Linked DNA regions of Rattus norvegicus: region 2 is linked to region 1. Evidence: chromatin contacts called from public Hi-C data. All regions are on one chromosome and are shown on one strand. Each heading gives the region's core, a stretch centred on a gene start, on an enhancer-like site or on the middle of the called end of the contact. The rest is flanking DNA. Distances are from core to core; before and after follow the strand shown. Region 1 has its middle 10 kb from the start of Trnat-agu23. Region 2 overlaps LOC102552357 (a long non-coding RNA gene).

Region 1 (5,463 bases), core at 1,539-4,038:
CTAGGTAAGCGCTCTACCACTGAGCTAAATCCCCAGCCCCAAGCATAAGCCTCTTAACAGCTCTGTGGTTTCTCCTTGATGCCCCCTGGTGGGCATTCATTACAACTGGATCATCTGTTTCTTCACTGACGCAAACTGGCTGGCTTTTCCTGGTGTTTTACAGATCTCACTTCTTTGGCTGTTACTTATGGCTGTTCAGATTTGCTGCGCACGCACGTGTGTTTGTGTTTGTGTGTGTGTGTGTGTGTGCATGTGTGTGCAGGTGCGTGCATGTGTATGGTATGTGGGTACATGTGTGATATATATGTACATGTGTGTATATGGGTGTGTGAGAGACAGACAGACAGACAGACAGACACACACACACACACACACACACACACACACACACGCACACACACGTGTCTGGGCTTACATGTGAGGTTCAGAGGATAACCCGTTGGAGCTGGTTCTACCCTGTGGATTTTGAGGATCAGTCAGTCATGTTTGACAACAAGCACCTTTACCCACTAAGCCATCTCACTGGACCTCACTTTATTTTTTAAGACAGGGACATCAGGGCTGGAGAGATGGCTCAGCAGTTAAGAACACTGGCTGCTCTTACAAAGGTCCTGAGTTCAATTCCCAGCAACCACGTGGTGGCTCACAACTGTCTGTAATGGGATCCCATGCCCTCTTCTGATCTGTCTACAGACATCGACAGTGTGCTCATATAATTAATAAATAAATAAATGTTTGTTTTTTAAGGACAGGGTCTCTCACTGAACCTAAACTTCGGTAATAGCCTAGATAGATAGCCAGTTTCCAGGATCTGCTTCCCTTGTGCTGGGATTGCTGGCATGTGCTGCAGTGCCTAGGTTTTTATGTGGATGAGGGGGCCTCATGCATGCATTGTAAGCACTTTACCCACTGAGCCATCTCCCAAGCCCCTCATGCTTTGCCACTCTATATACTCAATTTATCAGTGTGAGAGGTAGGGGCACAGGCCTATGCTCCCCAGGAGAGAATTCTTGTCACGTGAAGAAAGCTCCCTAGTTACTCTTCTAAACTACTGGAGGGATGATACAGTGAATAAAGATATTGCTACCAAGCCTGACAACCTGAGTTTGATCCTCAGGAATTCACGTGGTAGAAGGTAGAAGGAGGTATCAGTCCCTAAGCCTTCGGCTTCCTTTTCTGTGAGAAATACAAGCTCTGAAGGCCAGGGATCAGTGGTATCAAAGCCTTTCCTCGCAGCACAATCCGTGTGGAAACAACCTGATTAATAAAAGCAAACACTCGCAAAACGTGCCTTGTGCTTTGTGATGTCACCCGTGGATGCGAAGCACGCTTTCTCCGGACTCAGACTCTGACTGTGAATGAGATTAAAAGGAACCCACGCCTCGCAATGGCTCATGGGTAATCTATGCCCCTGAGCTCTGACTATCCAGGAAGTAGCTCCTGGGCTCAGACATCTGAAGCACGAGATGAGGTGGGAAAGCAAGTGTACAGCTCATGTATCGAGGGTAGACTGCTGAAGGAACTGGTTGATCAGGCATTTAAGCGTGACAGGAGCAGCCCTCTGGACTCAGAGGGAGTCGTTGACGCACCGCTTTTCGGGATCCTGTGATTTGTTCAGTGGTCCCGGTGCTCGTGTATGACGTGCATCCAGTGAAAGGACCGTTGACAAAATCCCAGGGTCCTGATGATTGGCAGCAGGGCAAGAGGCAGCCCACAGTCTTGCTAGGGTTTCTGATGGGCTGTGACGGGAGACCAGAGGAAATAAAGAGAGGCTGTGGAGAGACCTCCTCGCGCGCAGGACAGGGGCACGCTGGCTGCAGCACCACCATCCCGCCCTGATGTACACTCCTTGGCGCCTCATCTACCTCTTCTTCCTGTCAGAGGAGGCTCTCTTGACCGCTCTCACCAAACCCCAGGTTAGAGCAGCTAGGGGTAGCCTAGTGCAGTTCAAGGATGGCTTAAAGTGGAAAAGGGCGAAGCTCTTATATTTAAGTTCTTCATGTGTCACTTCTGCACAGTGACAGCTGCTCCGAGAGCCCAGGTGACATTTAGAGGTGGCAAATCCTGCTCTTTTCAGGGACTCCTTCGTGGGAGGAAGACCCTCTACAGCCCACTAGGCTGGGCAGAGCGGCCTCTCATATGGGCTGCGCTCTGCTAAAGGCCTTTCCAAGAAAACACGTTTAAGGAAACAGAATTCAGGGTACCCACCTTCCATTCTTAAAATAAAAAGCATGTGCGCGTGCTCGTGTGTGTGTGTGTGTGTGTGTGTGTGTGTGTGTGTGTGTGTGTGTGTGTGAAAGATCAACTTCTCTCCTTCCTCCAGGTTTCAGGAATCCAACTCAAACTGCGAGGCTTGTGTAGCCAGGGCCTTTTCCTGCTGAGTCATCTCACTTTCTTCCAATCTTTTCATTTTCTACTTTTTCAGCCGAGCCTGGGGAGAGCAGGTATATTCCGTGCTCTGACAGCAGGTGGTGCTGTAGCAAGTGGGCATTTTTTTTTTAAACAGGGTTGCCTAGAAACCGTGAGTCCGGCGAAGGCATCACGTGAGCATGGTGGTGTAAATCCGATTTAGGAGAAGAGAACTCCTGCTTAGCAGCTTCTACCGGGTGAAAAAGATTCAAGATAAACAGCAACGCACCCTTCCAAATAAATCCCGTTTTACAGGTAGAATTTTCTGTGTTCTGAATATGAAAAAACCGTGTTCACAGGGCAAACAAATGGCCTCTAACAGAATATGAAAGTTTAATATTTGGACTTAGCTGCTTATGACGGAAGAGGACGTCTCATGTCCTGGCTCCCTGCCCTTTCCACCGGGTGTTCTAGGATGTCCACGCTGAGTGCAGATTTATCAAAGGCAGTGTCAGCCCATTGCTGGACACCCTCGAGGGAGAACGTAGTTATCGAGTGAATAACAGCATGAGTTTTAAACCACATATACTCCATGCCTTCATCTCACGTCTTCATGTCTGCGAAGCATTTGTGCTTGGAGAGATATTTCTGGAATGTTCCTCAACTCTGTTCCTAGAAAACAACGGTGTTTATTGTTTTGCTAAGGTTCCTGAGGCAATAGTGTTGACCGTGAAAATGGCATACTCCTGCAATGTCTTTCGTGGTGGGCTCTCTAGCCAGAGGACGGGGACTCCCAGAGGAGGGTTTGAGCAGTAAACACATCTGGAGCCTGGGACATCTTCCAGAGCATAGCAGGAGACACCTGAGGGTCTCCACTATGGTGGGAAATCTCCATGTGGAAAATGGAGAAACAGGAGCTGGGGAGGGCTGAGACCCAGGGAGTGTTAATTGACTCATTCTGCACAAAGGCAAGGAAAAGGACTCAGTGGTTCTGGCTGTCCCCGCTCCGGAAGTGCTGGCCTGGTTGCAGAACTGCTCAGAGCCCATGGGAAGCACTCTAGACTCCTTGTTTTTGAAAGAGGTTCTCAGTAGACAACCCCAGCTGTTCTGGGACTCCATATAGAGACCAGGCCAGTCTCAAAGTCACATGGATCTACCTGCCTCTGCCCTCTGGATGCTGAGAGAAAAGATGTGTGCCATCAAACCTGGCTTGAGTTCAAGACTTACCTAATGTTGAGTAAAGGTTAACTTTGGGCCCATCTGTCTGTCTGGAGAAGTTACCATGGGAAATGGATCAACAAGACTCCACAGTGTAACAATGTAACTACAAAGTTCAACTCTCTGCCCCCGGATGAAGACAGTAAATCTGGGGGAAGAGACAAAGGAAGAGCGAGACTTATTAACAACAATGAGCGTCTTGGAAACCGGCTGACACACATTTTGAGCAGGCAGTCACCTTTCCATCCAGATGGACAGAGCCTCTCAAGACAGACCGCTCCCAGACAATTACCAGGCTGCATCCTGGAGCCGAAGTAATGTCTTACAGAAACCAGATTGATTTTCCCCAGGGATGACGTTAATAGCTTCTCCTCTTGGTACCATCCAGCAGTACTAGAAGTGAGGCCAGGAACTCCAAGCCCAACATTTGACCAGGACCGAGCAATGATGAATGTGTTCCCTGCCCTGCCCCATTCTTCCTTGAACTTAAAAGTTCCTGTTCGTACCCTAAAGAAGAACTGAGTCATTGTATCCTTTGGCCAGGTGGAGACTGCCCCGCTTGCTGGGGCCGGGGCTCCTGCTTTAAAATTCTAGTTACATTTCCTTTCCAGCCAAAGCCTTTTGGAGAAAGCTGAGTGTTCTAGATTGCTGTGATAAAAAAAAATAAAATGACCAAAACCAATATGGGGATGACAAGGTTTATTCAGCTCATACTTCTCGATTCCAGCACATCACTGAGGGAAACCACGGCAGCAGGAACCATGGAGAGATGCTGCTTGTTGGCTTGTTTTTCTAGCTTGCTCAAGGTAGCTTTCTTAAATTACCTAGGACCACTGGCCTAGGGGTAGCACCACCCATAGTGGGTGAGGCCCTTCACATCAATTGTTAATCACACACCTCACAGGCTTGCCCGTAGACCAGTCTGACAGAGGCATTTCTCTGCTGAGGTTTCTCTTCCTAGACGAGTCTAGCTTGTGTTAAGCTGGCAAAAGCCAAGCCCCTACACTGAGTGCATGGGCGTTCCTCTCTGCCACCTTTAGGATGCACGAGAGCAAACCTTACCCAAGTTACCCAAGAGTTCCTGTCACCACCTTAACCTTCTGCACACCTGCTCCAGGACCTTAGGTTAAGTAAGCAAGCCATCTTGCTTTTCTTCAGCTGTGATCCTGGACTGAGCATGCTCAGCAAAATACTTCTATATAAGCACGCTCAGCAGTGTGCCTGCGGCTAAAGTTGTGTTAGACAACTATTCACCAAGCTTCCTTTGTTCAAGGAAAGTATTGGTTTGGCATAACTGATCTGTGGCAGAGAGTAAATCTTTTCCTCTCTTATTCCTTGGCTGTGCTTTTGTGCGTGTGTATGTGTGGATGTGCATGTGCGTGTGTGTGTGTGTGTGTGTGTGTGTGTGTGTGTGTGTGTGTGTGACGAACGTGTGTGCTCCCTCTTCTTGGACATTGCTTTCTGTACCCTCCTTGGAGTGTTCCACATGCTTCTGCCCACCTGTGTATCTACTAGTCTATGTTATGATCCTCCTAGAGCCTGTCACCATCAGATGCTCTGATAATAACTCTGAGCAGACTGGGATCTCCAGGCAGTTCCAGGATACCGTCCAGCGATGGGCAGTCGAGAGACAGTTAGACAAAGCTAATTTAACATGACCAACACAGGTAAGACACGTGGTCATTTATCTACTAAATATCCATGCCCTCCATGTTTGCTTTTTCCGGGGCCTTCTCAAACACCTGACCTTGGAGAGTGGTTGCCTCCCCTTAAACTGTGAAGAGAGTGGAAAGACAAAGCCATCTTTCAGGGAAAGATGACTCACACCTGTTTAAGAGTCTGCCCAAATCCCTGTGTCCTTCCTGTCTGACAGCCCACTCTGGGATGCAGGAGGAC
Region 2 (5,463 bases), core at 1,354-3,853, 52 kb after region 1:
TAGTGCAGACAGCAGCTCCCTGCTTCCTCTACCCCAGCGTGGCCTCCGTACAGGAGATACTGCATGTCGCTTCCAGAATATCGGGAACATGCTGCAGGTGGCTCCAGGCCTCTGAGAAGCTTTTCATGTTTGCTTTTTGAAGACAGGGTCTCTGTTACATAGCTCTGGTTGTCCCAGAACTCATTATATAGACCAGGCTGGCCTCAAACTCACAGAGGTCCACCTGCCTCTACCCCCTGAATGCTGGGATTAAAGGTTTGTGCCACGTTCCAGTCTGATTTTTAAGAACCAGAATACTAGAATTCTGGGGGTTAGGCACCCACGGTGGCCTCAACATTTTATATCAACTGAAAGAGCCTCTGCTAATATCCAAGGCCCTTGGACATATTTGCCACGTAGGCCTCTCATGCCAGCTCGCCCTTGGATTGTGGCCTCCGAGAAGGCCACAGTTTCCTATACAACCCAAAGTCCAGGAAATACTGAGAGCTAGATCGGATAAAAGCACTGGGCTGGAGCCACAAAGGATTGGTGTGTGCTGAGCCCATTTTCATCTCGGTGATTCTGAGCCGCTGCCAGAGTCCTTCTGAAATCTCAGAGCAGGTGTTTCCTAGGCTTCCCGACCCCAGGAGGCACCTTCGCCTTGAGTCAGTCTCCCAACTAAGCTGTGCACTCTGATGGGTTTGTTTACTAAAGGAAAACAGCTGTCTGTGGGAATAGAGAACGCTGCTATTATAGGACAGGCAGGCTCTCCCTGCAGCAGCCTTCCGCTGTGACGTCTGATTGGACAGGGGCGAGTTGCAAAAAAGACACTCATGGGTCAGGGGGTTGTTAAGCCATTACATCTTTGTGTGAACAACCTACTCAGAAGAGAGCAGTTGGCTGTGAGGCAGGCAGGACCCAGGGTTCTAATCACAGAACAGAGGCAGAAACCAGAGGTCTAGTTGCTGCTCCCAGCCGGGCGGAGGCTGGTCTGACTTGATTCCTGAGGGGGATCAGTGTTTACGATCTAATTCCTAATGGAAAGTGCCTGCCTTTGAGTTTAGATACATCTTGGCCATCAGCTCTATCTGCCGTATTTCCCTCCCGGAGAGAAAAGGCTACATTTTAAAGGGTCGTTTTCTTCCCCGTGAGGTTATTTATTTGCTCTCTCCGAGAGCTGCTGGGGTACACTGAAGCATCTCATGCTTTGAGTTTCAGAAGCAAATTGCTTCTGCACACATTGTCTTGGGCCCGTAGGTTGTTTTGTTCCTGCCTGAACGTCACGATTTCATTAATCTTCTGGTTTTTAATAGAGGAGCCTTTCATTTATTGCCTCTCGAAAGCTTGGTGCATTGCCGAGGAGCAGAATCGTAGGCAGAATCGTTTCTCTTGAATATTTATTGTTCAATTTCTGAATACCCAAAACTTGCCACAGCATGGGTCATCCCCAGGCCCAGGACCTCAGAGTCCACTCACTCTCCTGAAGAAGGCCTGGGCCTCAGGATCCCATCTTGGTGCCACCTTGAGCTAAAAGGAGTCTGGTTTTCTGTGACACACACACACACCGAATCGTCAGCGATTTAAAACTCTGAGAGGCCAAATCACCAGCAAGGAAGAGAAAGCTCTCAGCTCCCAAGATCTTCCCTTACACAAAGGCCACAGAGGGTTGGGGTGGGGGGAGGGCTCTCAAGGCGCCTGTTTTGCATCCGTTTCTTTTTTTTTTTCAAATGTGCTGATGTTGCATTTTTTCAGAATCTGTGTTTTTAAATGAAATTTTGGCATTCTTCATTTAGTTCCAACAAAAGCCCTTTGGTATATTGACCTAAAACGTCCTTCAGCTGCCAAGACTTGGATAAGATCTTTGGAAAGGTTAAATGAGCCGGTTTTCAGAAGCTCTTGTCGGACACAGACGCAAAACTCTCTCGGTTGAAAAAGAATGGTTGTATGCGGCCCTTTTCTGTGTCTTCCTTCTGCGAGCCGGCCTCAGTTCAGAAGAAAACCTGCTACAGCAGGGCTCAACGCACTCCCACTTCCGTTTATGCTTTTGGTTTCATCAGAGGAAATCTGGACGACCTCTGTTGGTGTGGCCACAGCCCTGCAAGAAAATTCGGCAAACTCTTGAAGCACAAGCTCGATGCCGGGGCAAGGGCTGCCAGCAGGGGGCGCACTCAAGCTCACAGCAAAGACAAAGGCCAGAAGCAAATTGTTGTGGGATGGTCAGCGGATGGAGGCAGCTTGAAAAAGCAGGGAGCAGAATCTGGGGGGGGGGGGGGGGCAAACGGCAGCCTGGAAGAAAGTCTCGAACCATTCACCCCCCAAAACGAACACTGAAAGCACAGAAAAACAGGACTGCCCGTTTCAAGTCCTAGAAGGTGAGAATCGTTTTTAAGACGGTTTCTGTGCTCAGGACTTGGCTGGCCCAGATCTTAAGAGTACACACGCACACCCTGCACCAGCATGGATCCAGGGTGGTGGCAGCCTGAACCTCAAGCCCCACGCACACTGCAAGCCTTGGGAGAAAGCCTGCTCATTCCTTCTGCTTCGGGGGCTGGCCTGGCCTCGGCCCTGGATCCAGTCCTTTTCTTTTCAGCCCACTTCCTGTTCCTCCCCACCCCTGCCAAGCACAATCAGTGACCTCGTTCCCACTGCTGACAGTGCTTTGGGTGAAACCTTAGCCAGAGGCCACAGACAGCCCTGGCTTCCACCCTGGGAACACACACAGCGACTGGCCAGCACTGGCCGTTCAGTTTTGCTTTTTAGAAATGCCATTTTATATCTTCAAGCACAGAAACGTCCATCATTCGGCGTTTAAAAGCCTCAGGCTACGACTCCTTCCACAGTGGGGCGTTCCCTGTGCTCTAATGCAGCCTGTTGCTGGGCATGTGAAGGCTGGCAGAAAGGATGAGATTTTTTAAGGGGCACTTGGCTCTCCCTGCAGCATCGAACTAAGACAATGGATTCCAAGGAATTGGAATTTGAAGCTGTTGTCTCTAACTGGGAGAATGAGACGTCTAGAGTTCTCTTGCCAGCCAGAAAGAAAGTGTGTCTCTCAGGAAGAGATGTCACACCGTTCTGACATCAGTCAGAACACCTAGGAAGACGACAGCGGGGGTCAGTGACAGGCAGGACAACACCTTAACCAAGCCTGCTTGCTTTTGCCCACCTCTTGTCCCTGTTTGAATCTAAAGGTCATGTCAGACCCCGAAGATGGAGTTAGTGGAAAGTGTCACAGAGCCTGTTTACTTGTTCCTCTTATCAATGTGACCACCTTGAGCAAACCTTTCAGGTGACCTGCGGAGGGTAGATGGCTGAGCCTGGTTCATTTAGGCTCCCAGGGCTCACCCAGACATTGGCCCCCAACAACTCCAACAACAAGAGCACAGGGCTGGTACAATGAGACTCGTCACTAGCCCGCTAGTGTCACTTAGAAGCCCGATGTGTCCTGAGGAGTGGAGTTAAGAGTCAGAAGCCACCTGTGGGTGACTGGCTTTACTTCCAGGTCACTTGGAGACTAGCTTCTCACTACAGACTGGAGACCTGTAGCCAGGATTTCCACACAAGCCTGATTGCCCCAGACAGAGGACACCAGGCCTTGGGATCTCTCTGTCTTCTCCCCTGCGGCCCGGAATGTCAGGGTCTCTATTCTAAGTTCATCTGTCCCTGGCTACACACCCTGGCTTTTCTAAATATCCACAGAGTTGTGTGACCCTTTGTTGTGGCCTCCACTTCCTGTGTGTCTTCACCACAGAGAGAAGCTGAGGAGAGGGGATGGTGAGGAGCCCGTTTGCTCTCCTTTCATGCTCCAGTGAACCCACAACTCCCCCACCCCTCGAACTGGGAGAGATCCAGCATGCCGCTGCGGTCGGAACACGCTGTGTTAGATGCCTTTTCTTTTTTAAGATAAAAGTTTTATTTTAGAGAGAAGCACAAAGCCCTGGGTGTTGTAGCCCTGAGTGTTGTAAACTCTAGCCAGGATTGGCCAGGCCCCCTGGACTTTCAAGCTGTGCAAAACAAATTGTATCGCCCTCCCCACCCCCACTCCCATAGCTCAGAGGACAGAGTGGTTGCCTCCCAACCCAGGGTCCCCACCCTGGACCCCAGTCCTGCTCCTCACAGACTGCAGGGAGCCTTGCAGCTTTCTTCTGCCACTTAACTCTCAGGAGTAACTGCTTTCCCCATCCCTGTGTGAGAGTTAATACTGAGTGTCAGCCACCCTGGTCCTTTGGTCACCCAGTAGACAAAGCTCTGGGCACCTGTGTAATGAGGCTCCAGACTGGGTAAGCTGAGGTGGGAAAACCCATCCTAATTATGATGGCACCCTCTACCAGACTGAATGGGAAGGACAAAGGGGACCCGGGTTCATCTCTCTCTGCTTCCTGACTCTTAATGTGGTAAAATAGCCTGCCCTCTTCACCCTGCCTTCCCTGCAGTGACTTCTAACTGTGGGCTAAAAATAATCCCGCCCTTCCTTCCTTCCTCCTTCCTTCCTCCTTCCTTCCTTCCTTCCTCCTTCCTTCCTCCCTCCCTCCTCCCTCTCTTCCTTCCTCCTTCTCCCTTCCTCTCCTCTGTCCTTCTATCAATCCTGTCCTGTGTTTGTCAAATCAGGGAAGAAAGTAGCTATACCCAGCCATGTTGTGATCCTCAAGCAGGACTCAGTTTACCTTCTGTGTTCAGCCGTGTACCCCACCAGACTCTCACCCTGACACCATGTTGCCCTCCAAATGCATCCCTCCCTCTGTTCTCATTATTTCTCTGTCATAGCACACTTTCCTCTCTGTGTCCCTCCTTGGAGAAGCCTGTCCTTTCACTATCCCTGCAGGTGTGCCTCCCTCAACCCTGCAGGTGTGCCTCCCCCAGACCTGCAGGTGTACCACCACCAGATCTGCAGGTGTACCACTACCAGATCTGCAGGTGTTCCTCCCTAGACCTGCAGGTGTGCCTCCCCCAACCCTGCAGGTGTGCCTCCCCCAGACCTGCAGGTGTGCCTCCCTAGACCTGCAGGTGTGCACCTGGTCTATCTGTTCCCCTGACACAGACCTAACTCGGTGTTCCTCTTTGACTCATCATTCTTGTCGGTATTGGTGGTCCCAGCCAAGGACAGTACCTAATTTCTGGATGCTGGAAGGTACCAGATGTTTCTGACCTCCTGATGACCCACGAACACACACACACACACACACACACACGCACACACACATACATCATTGTTTCGGATGCTAGTACAATGAGGCAGAAATAATTCTGTGAAGCACAATGGGTTATGGAGGCTGAGGTCATAGCATATAAGAAACACCTTCCTCCCCCCTCCGCCATCCCTAGCACCCAGAGGGCAGAAGAAGGGCATCCCCCCACCCCTGACCTAGTCCTTTCCTTACAGCCTTTGCCCTTCTGGGTCCTGGACCCAGAAGGGCGTGTAAAAAAAAAGAAGGAGCCATTGTACCTAGCAGGGACTGGGTTTTCACTTGCTTTCTGCCTTCCCTGGTG

What was found. A called contact is a pair of places that touch in the nucleus more often than the background predicts.
Region 2: a contact with region 1 is called in a Hi-C map of Schwann cells, with 4 times the contacts expected there. The contact joins two enhancer-like sites. A contact is called at or near these places in 10 of 12 Hi-C or Micro-C datasets (the A7r5 cell line, the Rat2 cell line, Schwann cells and 5 more) and 1 of 1 datasets of contacts at active chromatin or transcription factors (oligodendrocytes).

The regions. Positions count from the first base shown.
Region 1 is chr18:78,415,508-78,420,970 of GRCr8, forward strand. No RefSeq gene overlaps it. Among named protein-coding and RNA genes, the nearest start is that of Trnat-agu23, 10 kb to the right of the region's middle. Within about 2 kb of position 2,789, at least 9 of the 93 cell types and tissues checked have an H3K27ac peak or open chromatin away from gene starts, as enhancers often do.
Region 2 is chr18:78,467,233-78,472,695 of GRCr8, forward strand. The region is part of intron 1 of LOC102552357 (a long non-coding RNA gene); the gene reads right to left. Among named protein-coding and RNA genes, the nearest start is that of Trnat-agu23, 42 kb to the left of the region's middle. Within about 2 kb of position 2,604, at least 43 of the 93 cell types and tissues checked have an H3K27ac peak or open chromatin away from gene starts, as enhancers often do.